Regions from separate parts of the Mus musculus genome. Here regions 1 and 2 are each linked to region 3. Evidence: chromatin contacts called from public HiChIP or PLAC-seq data. All regions are on one chromosome and are shown on one strand. The core of a region is the stretch at or near the end of the contact, and the rest is flanking DNA. Distances in the headings are between cores, read along the strand shown.

What was found. HiChIP or PLAC-seq counts read pairs in DNA pulled down with a chosen protein or histone mark.
Region 1: a contact with region 3 is called in an H3K27ac HiChIP or PLAC-seq map of SST interneurons, with 7 times the contacts expected there. The contact joins two enhancer-like sites. A contact is called at or near these places in 2 of 484 Hi-C or Micro-C datasets (both in cortical neurons), 2 of 115 datasets of contacts at active chromatin or transcription factors (SST interneurons and VIP interneurons) and 1 of 9 other capture datasets (pancreatic islet).
Region 2: an H3K27ac HiChIP or PLAC-seq map of VIP interneurons shows a contact between it and region 3, with 2.6 times the contacts expected there. The contact joins the promoter of Kcnmb2 here to the enhancer-like site in region 3. A contact is called at or near these places in 2 of 39 promoter capture datasets (embryonic stem cells and hippocampal neurons), 1 of 484 Hi-C or Micro-C datasets (cortical neurons), 4 of 115 datasets of contacts at active chromatin or transcription factors (SST interneurons, VIP interneurons, forebrain and 1 more) and 3 of 9 other capture datasets (adipose tissue, embryonic stem cells and pancreatic islet).

What each region holds. Positions count from the first base shown.
Region 1 is chr3:32,316,556-32,319,951 of GRCm38.p6, forward strand. All of the region lies in intron 1 of Gm42201 (a long non-coding RNA gene), which reads right to left. Among named protein-coding and RNA genes, the nearest start is that of Gm42201, 8.1 kb to the right of the region's middle. Within about 2 kb of position 1,271, at least 8 of the 459 cell types and tissues checked have an H3K27ac peak or open chromatin away from gene starts, as enhancers often do. A contact at or near this core is called in SST interneurons and VIP interneurons, where this site is marked.
Region 2 is chr3:31,901,181-31,904,726 of GRCm38.p6, forward strand. It overlaps Kcnmb2 (potassium large conductance calcium-activated channel, subfamily M, beta member 2), which reads left to right and starts at 1,523. Exons shown (of 6, transcript NM_028231.2): 1 at 1,523-1,745. It overlaps Gm34031 (a long non-coding RNA gene), which reads right to left and starts at 994. Exons shown (of 3, transcript XR_389652.3): 1 at 876-994.
Region 3 is chr3:32,148,803-32,152,314 of GRCm38.p6, forward strand. All of the region lies in intron 2 of Kcnmb2 (potassium large conductance calcium-activated channel, subfamily M, beta member 2), which reads left to right. Among named protein-coding and RNA genes, the nearest start is that of Gm42201, 180 kb to the right of the region's middle. Within about 2 kb of position 1,454, at least 10 of the 459 cell types and tissues checked have an H3K27ac peak or open chromatin away from gene starts, as enhancers often do. A contact at or near this core is called in SST interneurons, VIP interneurons and pancreatic islet, where this site is marked.

The sequences.
Region 1 (3,396 bases), core at 21-2,520, 170 kb after region 3:
AATATCTGAATTAAACCCCATTAGATGAAAAGACTCAGGACAACCTGGGAAAGAAACTAAGTGTGTTCTCCTGCTTTTAAAGTGTCTACTTATCAGGCTGGGGAAATGACTCAGTGGTTCAGAGCACTGACTGCTCTTCCAGAGGACCCAGGTTCAATTCCCAGCACCCACATTGCAGCTCACAACTATCTCTAAGTCCCATTCCAGGGGATCGGACACCCTCTTCTAGCCTCTGCAGGTACTGTCTGCACATGGTACACAGACAAAATACCCATATGATAAAATAAAAATAAATAAAATCTCAATAAATAAAGTGTATATTAAGGGATCAGTGGTTAGAGTGCTCACTACTCTTACCAAGGAGTCAGATTTGGTTCCCAGTACCCACGTGTGAGCTCGCACTGCCTGTAGCTCCAGTTCCAGCAGATCCAATGGCCTGTTCTGGCCCTCCTCAGGACTTGCACATACATGGTACACGTAAAAATATGTAGGCACGCATATACAGAATAATAATAAATAAATCTTTAAAGTGAAAGATCAAAAAAGCATAGAAAATCAAATTACTGAAAAATGTAAACTAGCAACGTATATGCCTTAGCAGAATGGCAAAGGGTTCCAAAAGTAAACCAAAGACAGACTTAGACCAAGCAAGACTTGGAGGGCAAATAATGTGAAATGCATGCTAAAAACCCTGGTCTTTAAGCCTGACTTCAGCACTCACTGCCTGGGTAGCCCTGGACGGTAAGTAATGCCATCAGACCAGACAGATCAGCTGAAAAACTCCTTTCTGCCTTTGGCTCAGTACCCTGCCCTGCCCCCGTCTCTCCATACTCCCCTCACACAGACCCTCTCCCTTTCCCTCCCTCACTCTCTTTCCTCCCCTTCTCCCCTCTTTCTGTCTTCCTTTATTTCCCCCTTCCTGCTTTCTTCCTTTTCTCAGTAGCGACCTGAAGAGCCAGCATCTTAGCCAGCAGAAGACCGGCAGGTACAAAGAGCCTCGACCAAGTTTGTTACAGCTGGTCCCCACTAGAACTCTGAAGTCCCTTGAAGCTAGAGAATGACACGACATTTTTATTCATTTAAATTTTCAAAACTATTAGCAGAATCATGCCATCAGTTCACTTAGAAAAGCAAACATTACCTTTTTTTTTTTTTTTTTTTTAATCAAAGGCGGGTTTCCTTTTCTAGAATTCTAATCAAGTAAGCCGTATATAATGAGTGCATGGTGAGCTGCCCTCTTCTGTTCGTAGGCAGGCAGTGCAGGGCAGGCGGCAAACGTTAGCTCTGCGCAGGGCTTCACAAGGTAATGTGGACACAGCAGGATTTTAACATCTAGAATATTCCTACTGACCTCCAGCAACTGGAATATCCCGTTATGCCGAGTGGCTCCTCTTTGCCAGTTAAGAAGTACCCGTTCCTCTCTAGGGTGGCTGACCAGCGAGCTCTCTGGACCTGCAAAAGAATCTTCTCTTCCCGGTGAAGTAGAAAACATGACCTTGGGCTAGTGGCTCTAAGCCTGATTTCCCTGGGCTACTGAAGGAACTCACCAAATGTGTAAACCATGTGCCTCCCCCTTGTTGCTCCCTTTCTGTGTGCTTTGTCTTCACACTCACTGCCTAGAAGCTCGGAAAATGAAGCCAAACTGCTAACGTGTTCACACTCCCGCCAGCACCTTGCCACATGTGCCGCCCCACCATAACTTCCTCCGTGTCAGCGTGCAACTGACAGAGCAGTCAAGAAACAGACAAGCAAGGGTACGGGACCAAGCAGCTGCTGCCGGTTGCGTCTGGGCAGGAAGGAAATGCAAAGGAAAAGGGAAACTGAGGCCACTGAACCATCAGCAGAAGCTTGGGGCTAACGCTCCAGTCAAGACAGAGTTCTTCCATTGTAAGCCCAGTTGGTTGACTTCTTTTCTCAGTTACTCTCATGACCTTTCTTCCCCAGAGTCCACTGAGGTGTTTTCATAAGGGCTCCTTATTCCTGGAACACACTTTCCTGTGACTATCACCAACTCTAACGCCTTTTCATCTTCTTTACTATATAAAGCCATTCCACCTAATGCCTTAAGACCGTTAATCTTGACAGAGATCAAAGCCAATTGCATTTGCTTTAAAAACATATTTAAGTCGTCTCCAAAACCAAATATCTTTAACATTGAAACCCCATCCTTGGATCAGAAGAAAGTGCTGGAAAGCTTTCTGCCTCCCAGCCGCACCAGCTAGATTCCCCAGTTGATACAAGTGCCTACTAGGAGAAAACAAGAGTCTACAGAACCTCTCAGCACGCAATGTGTTGAATCTACTAAGTGATCCTGCTTATTAGTTAATTAGAAAGGCAGCAAGCTTAAAAGGGACTGGGGAGATGGCTCAGTGGGTAAGAGTGTTGTTCAGTAAAGCATAAGGACCTACGTTTAAATTCCTAGCGCCTATGTACGGGAACGCATGTCTATAACCCCAACACTGGGTCAGAGGCAGGCAGATCCAGAGATTCACTGGTCAGCCAGCATAGATTGAAGGAGGAGTTCAAGTTCAGAAAGTAAAACCCTGTCCTAAGGGTTACTTAAAGCAGAGAGTGAAGGAAAAAGACATCTGATGCCTTCCTATGGCACAACCACACACTCACATATATGCAACACATGCAACAGCAGAGGGTGTTTATATGCATGGTACAGATAACATAGTGAGACAGATAAAAGCAGTAATTGCCTACTCCTCCCACATGCATGTAAGTGGTCTAGACCCAATGTTACACCCTGTCTACTAGCGCACCTGCAAGTTGGAGATGGGCTATTGTTATTCACGTATTAGTTCACCTATATTTCTTTTTGAACATCTATCTCGTGCCTTAGTCAACTAGACTGAAAAAATGACCCAATCAATGGGACTTTTATAGCTGCCCATTCCCACCATCTTCACCCTTCTCACTCTCTAGGAAAGAAAAAGAGGAGGAAGAACAGAAGAGTATGAAGCCAGCATTAAGAACATTTAGGGCTGGGCTGCCTGGCAAGCATGAAGACCTGAGTTCAATCTCCAGACTCCATTAAAATAATAATAATAACAAGCCAACCCAAGGTGGGCATGGTGGCACAGGCCCTTAGTCCCAGCAGAGGCAGGTACATCTTTGTGAGTCCAAGGCCAGCCTGGTCTATAAAAGTTTCAAGGTGGCCAGGGCGGTTACACAGAGAAACCCTGCTTCAAAAAAAAACAAAAAACAAAAAACAAAAACAAAAAAATGAGAGAAAGAAAAGAAGGGAGGAAAGTAGGGAGGGAAGGAGGGAGGAGGGAGGGGGGAGGGAGGGAAGGAAGGAAGGAAGGAAGGAAGGAAGGAAGGAAGGAAGGAAGGAAGGAAGGAAGAGGCCAACCAAGTGGCAGGCACTCGTGACACTAGCAATGTTGA
Region 2 (3,546 bases), core at 273-2,772, 250 kb before region 3:
ATTTGAGGAGCTAAAAACAAGAAGAAACTCTTCTTTCTGTTGTATCAATCCAGTGGGTCCAGGGTTATCTTTCAAAATTCAAACTTCATATTCAGGCCCAGGGTTAGCTCTAAGGAAATGATGTAAGGACACTCACTCAGAATGAAGTATGATTATGGTTTGTGATACAAAGAGAGTCTTTTTTTCCTACTGAATCACATTTTATTCCCAAGAAAAAACTGTAACCAATCAAATAACAGCTAAAATTCAAATATAATCAGGGTATATTCAAACCAGCAGCCAGGAACATGAGAAAGAAAGAAAGGAATGAAAGCAAAATCTTTGGACCGATATGAGAGCAATTCTGATATTCAGTTATTATGTGGAAGAGGATGTGGGTCTGCTCAATGTCGTACTCCCAAACAGCAAAAATGCCCACAATTAAACAGTGGCAACTTAGAATCATGCCCCTGAGATGGTCTTCCAGAGGGTCACTGGCAGTGGCTGTAAGATGTTCATTACCACTATTCAATTTCTGTTCCATAGTCCAACATAGAACACTCCTGTCCATATTGCATCTGCTGGTCTCTAAGCCCCTCCCTTAGTGCCGACCACTCAGTTTCCATAGTAACTACTATATAACTATGGTTCTGAGGTAGCAAGAGAAGAGAAAGGAAAACCGAGTTAAAAAAAAAAGACTAAACCTGGGTAGTTGGAGCATTAAAACATTCTCTGGCAAGAACTTTGTTTTTGCATTCCTGTCCGGAAAAACACTTTTCAGAGTGATGTGTGTTTGCACACACAGAACAGCCTCCTCTCTGGCCAGTGTTTCTATGTCACTACTGTGTAAAGGACCACACCAAGGCAGGGCACCCATCCCAAGCTCCTCTACCCACCTTCCATTCTTTCCATGGAGAGAGCAGTGATGCAGGAAAAATGGTGACCTTTGCATGGAGCAAAGAACTGTGCAGCCGACATGCCCTAATGAGTTCATCTGTTTTCTGATGCATGCTGTCCGTCTGATACAACATTTGAGACTTCAGGTGAGTACATGCCATAAGGCATCCTCAGTTACCCATCACAACTTTCCCTGTGTGAAAGGATCCTCTCGCCTAGCTCTGGAAATAATGTCTTTTTCTAACTTGGGAAAGCAAGAGTCCCTTGCTGGGACTAACAGGATCACTTGGGGATTCCAAGGGTGTTTACTCCCAAGTTCACCCTCCTAGAGAGAGCTTATTTACAGGAGGAGTTCTTTCTTCCGAAGTTAGAGGATTTGGAAATCTAATCTAGTAGGTAGGGTGGCCGCAGAGCTAGGAGGGAAGTCAGATCAGGCTCCGCTCCCTTTTCAGTATGAAAATTCGAAAGCAGTGGGGAAGAAATGCTGGACCTATCACAGCGATGCTAACAGACAGCCTATTACAGTATTTAATAAAAACAGAAGCAGCGTGCCTGTCATAGGCTAATAAATCCTACCTCCTGCACGCTTTTAAAAACAGTCTGGACCGGCTTCCACAGAGCTTCGGAGAACTAATCTTAAGCATGGCTGTCTAGCGTGCCTGTCACTCCTATTGTCCTTCCAAACTCTTGCAGACATTTTGAGCGAGGAGTAAAGCTATGAGTTAGCGAGGGTGTGACATCAATGGTCCACAAAGACAGCCAGCAGGAAAGGTAAAGATGAGGACCGGTGGCTGTGTGGAGGACTACACGGGATCACTGTCATTAAAAATTAAGCGTGGCTTTTGAGGAAGATGTGACAACTCCTGAAGGTAGGATTTGCATGTAAAACAAAGGAATCTGTTGCTGTTTGGAGCTTTTTGTTGTCGCTGGGCTCAGCGCTGGGGTGCCTGTGGTCGGTCAGGGATTGCAGCCAGGTGCTACAGAGAGGCTTGGTTGACTTGGGGCTCCACGCTGACCAAAACACAAGACACACTGGGCAGTGTGAGGTTTTATGTCTGGAAAGCCTCATGGACAGGTTGGCTCCGGGCTCGATCGCAGCCTGCTGAGTGTGCACTCCACGTTGCTTTCGGTGGAGTAGAAGGCTTAGAGGTCATGGAGAAAACAGTTCTTTTCTTACCAGTGGTGCCTGATAGGCTGGGGAGGGGGCACTGAGAGAAGACTTTGGCAGGTGGGAGGCAGAGAGAGCCAAGAAAAATAGAGGAGGAAGCCGTGCTGAACTTGAAACCTGTTAGGTAAATATATATTCCTGGAGTCAGTGTGTTTTGGTGGTCAGAGGGTATTTCAGAAGATAGTGATGGATTTCCCCCTATAATCTACTATAAGAGAAATCTGGTTACCTCTGTCCATCTTGCATATTGAAAGGCTGGTCCACACCATTCTGTTCCTATTAATGGCTTTGCTAAAAACAGACCGGGAGTTTGAGAGTAAAGAAGGGGCTTTCTCTCTGTTCGTGTTCTTGCCTTTGAGCAACTGCTGGGCTGCAGATGGAAACGGGAATTCTTTAGAGGTTAAGGACTTGACCTTTTATTTTGTTAATGAATAGCTCGAAAGCTTAATCTTCCTTGAAGATAAGAGGAGCGGTTGGGTTCCACAGTCCGGGAGGAGGGGGCAATGATTAGCACTGGCAAGGAACTGCATACATCTCCTTGCACTTCAGATGGGCTCTGTACAGCTCTACTAGAGAGGGAAGGTAGGAACCACCCGCGGAGATTTCAGAGGCAAAAGTACAATGATCCAAAACCAATGTTTCTGCAATTTGATCCCCGGTGCCAGTACTGTCATTGCTTGTGACCCTCAGTGTGAAGTGGCAGGGACAAAGTGAATGTGTCCCTCCGTGGCGGGTGCGTTCTCTCCCCTGTGGACCTCACAGACTCAAAGCTGTAAGGATAACGCTTTCTATTTTGAAAACCAAACAAACAAACAAAAACAAACAAACAAGCAAACAAACAGAAAAACCTCTGCATTTCGATGCATGCATTTAGCTATAATGAACACCAAAAGCGCTTCAATGATCATATTTATAAAGAATGTAACATTCTCCACTGGTCTACACCATCCACATAACACGGTATAAATAAGTGTTGAGGACAATGTTAGTTTTCAGTTAAATGCTGGAATTAGGGTTAAGTGAGATTCTGGTCTTTTTGAGCTCCTGTGTACACACTGCCATTTACACACAAACTCGAGGTCATTTTCCTTTGGTTGAGAGACCTCTAGGCTTGAAGTTGGCTGGGTGTTCCTCATAGCAGAATGACAGCCTTTAGTGAGACTGGGACCCAGTCTTAGTTGGTCTTTGGGTGACATGGAGCACATGGGTATGAGTAACTGTATATTCTGGTAAGATTGATGGTTACGACATAGTCTGTGCTTCCTCGTGGCCCGTGGAGAGCATGACCTTGACCTTGTAATCCCCATCCCTAGCCAGTTGAAGTCACCAGTGAAGACTCCATAATAAAAAAAGACAGAGCTTGGACTTCCTAAACACAAGATCTGTCGGCTGAAGTTAGCGAGTGAGTGTTATTGTTTTCCTTGATTTCAAAAAGACTTTTCCTGGCTCTAGTCTGAGCAATTTCACCTGAATCTGACTGCATCAAGTATTTCTTCAAGGGG
Region 3 (3,512 bases), core at 204-2,703:
AAGAAAAGCAGGGTTCTGCTATTTAACTTGGGCTGGCATCCTTCAAAACCACAAATTAGATGTAGTGCTATGAATAATAGTTGGCTATGTGTCACAGAGACCAGATCATAAGTGACCACCACCTGTCTTCAGGCACAAGGTTCCTTGCATGGTCTCCCAGATGTTGAAAAATCATCTTCAGTGAAAACTTGGAAAATACTTTGCCACTTGTCTGATTGTTGTCAAGGAGCCGTTGGCTCTCAGCTTCCTCATTAACTCTCCATCTAAGTGGCAGATGTACCACTTGCTCAGTCTTTAGACACCAAGTGGGAGAAAGGTTCTTAGACCTGGTATAAGACACCATCGAGACTACACAGTCTTCCAGATCTCCAAATGAAACACACTCTGATTAAAAGGCTGGAAAAACCCATGAGAGAGACAGGAGACATAGCAAGGGAGAACCAAGGAAATATTGGCCACTACGTCAAATATCCCCCCCCCCCCAACTTGTTTTTCAAGACTGGGTTTCTGAGTATAGCTCAGGCTGTCCTTGAACTCACCGTGTAGGCCAAATTGGTCTCAAATTCAGAGCCCCACCCACCACTGACTCCTGAGTGCTGGGATTAAAGGCATGTGCTGCCACTATCAGGCTTCTAAAATGTTTCTGTTGTCATTTTTAAGAACAATGATGTGATCAATAAATAGCATAAAATTAAACAAGCTGAGAGGTCCAGTAAGATGTGGCGGGACAAGGAACTGTTTGAGGCACTACTGAGAAGGTCCAGCAACCCCAGGAGAATGAGCCTGAGCAGCTTTGGGAGTCGCTTCATTCTGTCCCTGTGTGACAAAGGCAAAAGCGTTCCTTTCCTCCCAACTCCACCGTCTGCAAGAGATGACCAGGACAGAGGTTGCTTGTTCTTCTGACTCCACCTGAAGAGCACAGTGCTTAGGGCAAGGCTGATGTTACGCTGTCCACAGCAGGCAGTAGACTGAGGCACACAATAGTTCTTAATAAAATTTGGCAAATAGACACTCAAATAAATGAACTCAAATAAAGTACATAGTTGATTTTGGAGGCAAAAAGCACAACAGGATTTAAAAAAATCACTCCCAACAAATAATGTTTTCTAAAGTAAATCACTTGATCTAAAATTACTACCATGCATTTGGCTTTCCCTTCAAACGCCCTGGAGCCAAAACAACTCAACCCTTACGGAGAGAAGGTATAATTTGCTGTCTGCAAAGATAAAGCCTCACCCATTAGATGCAACCCTAAATGCCTGTGCTTGGACTGACCTTTTGCTTCGCCACCGTGATGTCATTAGTGTGATAATTTTATGCAAGATTAAGCATGTAATTATGTGTTAAATACTTTCCTCCGCTCCTGCTTGCTCACTCAATAAAGCAGAGTGCATTAGGAGTGTCCTACACTAGAGCTCCAGGCTACTGGCGTTCTAAACGACGGCCTCTCTGCTCTTTCTCAGCTCGATATCTCACTTGCGCTTGCAGCTGTACCCTCAAGGCCCAGCACTGCGAGCTGCTAGCACTGAGAAGCCACTGCATGGAGCAACTCCAGCAGAAGCTCCTCGAATGCTTTCCACTTAAGTAAATTCAGAACCCAAGAGGTTGTAGCAGGATTTCACCCATTGGCTCCCCATCAGAGTTACCTGGATAGGAACTGCTCTGAAATGCTGAGCCATCTCTCCAGCCTGCAGCACCATAATTCTTCAATAATTCTCCCTAGACGTCTCCAGCGTACAACCAAACTCATTGGCATTACCATCCCAATCCTCTTGCTTAGGACAAGTGTCAGAACTTAGCGCTAATGAAGAAGTAGTTTGATCTTACCATCTCAATAGTTCTTGTGACAGTCACTGGCCCCATAGGACAGGAAAGAATTGGTTTGCTCCCTGTGCAGGTACAAAGCAACTTAATTGGATTTTCTTTGTGAAGAAAATCCAATCCATTTATTTTTAAGTTTATGTGTATGTAGTGAGGGTGGCAAAACAAAGGAAAGTAATGCTTAGTATGTGCTTATCACATGCCAGTATACTTGATATACTTGCAATGTTCTTGATATCACATGCGATGTACTGGAGGTCCTCTTGCATATATTGTTGACTTGTCTTCCAAGCCTGGTGGCAGAAATTATCCCTTCCATTTTTCCACCAAAACTTGGAGCTGTTAATTGGCTTGTACAAAGTCACACAGTTGGTAGATGTTGATGCCAAGAGGCGCGCAAACACCTGGACCATCTGCTGTTCGCACTCATCGTCTTCTTAGGCCATGCTGCCCTTTGCAAAAGATCCTTATTGAATGATAAGTCAGCCAACAACCTAAACTTTCCGAGTAAGTCAATGAGAGGAGAGGGGAGACATGATGGTTAGAGAAGAAGTGTAGAAGATGCCCAGGTCTGGGATGTAGCTGAATTGGTAGAGTGCTTGGCTGAATTCATCTGCAGGCACAAAGGCCAACTGTGGTGGCACACAGCTGTCACTCCAGCACTCAGGAGGTAGACAGAAGGATCAGAAGTTCAAGGTCATCCTATAGTACATAGATAATCCAAAGCTAGCATTTGTCTCAGATAGATAGATAGATAGATAGATAGATGGATGGATGGATGGATGGATGGATGGATGGATAGATAGATAGATAGATAGATAGATAGATAGATAGATAGATAGATAGATAGATAGATAGGCTAATAAACAGACAGACACACAGATAGGCATACAAACAGACAGGCAGGCAGGCAGGCAGGCAGGCAGGCAGACAGGCAGGCAGATAAAATAGAAGATGCAAGACAGCCTAAGCTAAGGGAAAATTTGAGAACATGCCACATGCACAGTGTCAGAACATGAGGCCAAACCAAGGCAACCCTCATAGTTTCTGGTGCTCTCTTAGGCTGTCAAAGCAGCAGAGCCATTTATTGCCAACTGTGCACTTGGCGCATCAGACACAGACCTGCAACTGCAGGTGCTGACACCCTACCTAACAAGGAAAGTGGAGTGTGTACAGACAAGACCATTGTGCCATATTTAGTCCTGGGAGTGGGGACAAGGAAGCTGCTCAAGGCCATCAGAGATTGCTCCATAGGATGGGGATCTAGGAGGTGGCTACCCAGCAGGGAAGTGAGGCAGAAGGAATGGCGGCAGCTGAGTCAAGGAGGCAGAAACAAAGTGGTGGACTCGGACATGGAAAAGGCCTTCAGTCAATTCCTGAGACAAGGAAAGGGCCCCACTCTTGCTGACTCCCTGCTTTCTTTGAAGACTGGGAAATATGTCTTTCTGTATAGATGAATGTGTGTGTGTGTGTGTGTGTGTGTGTGTGTGTGTGTGTGTATGTGTGTGTGTGTGTGTGTATCTATGTGTGTGTGTGTGTGTGCACTTGCATGTAAAGCCAGAGATCAGATCAGCTGTAGGTGTCACCCTCTGGAACCATCCACCTTGTTCTTTAACACAGGGTTTTATTTATTTATTTATTTATTTATTTATTTATTTATTTATTTATCTATAACTTGCCAAGTAGGCCAT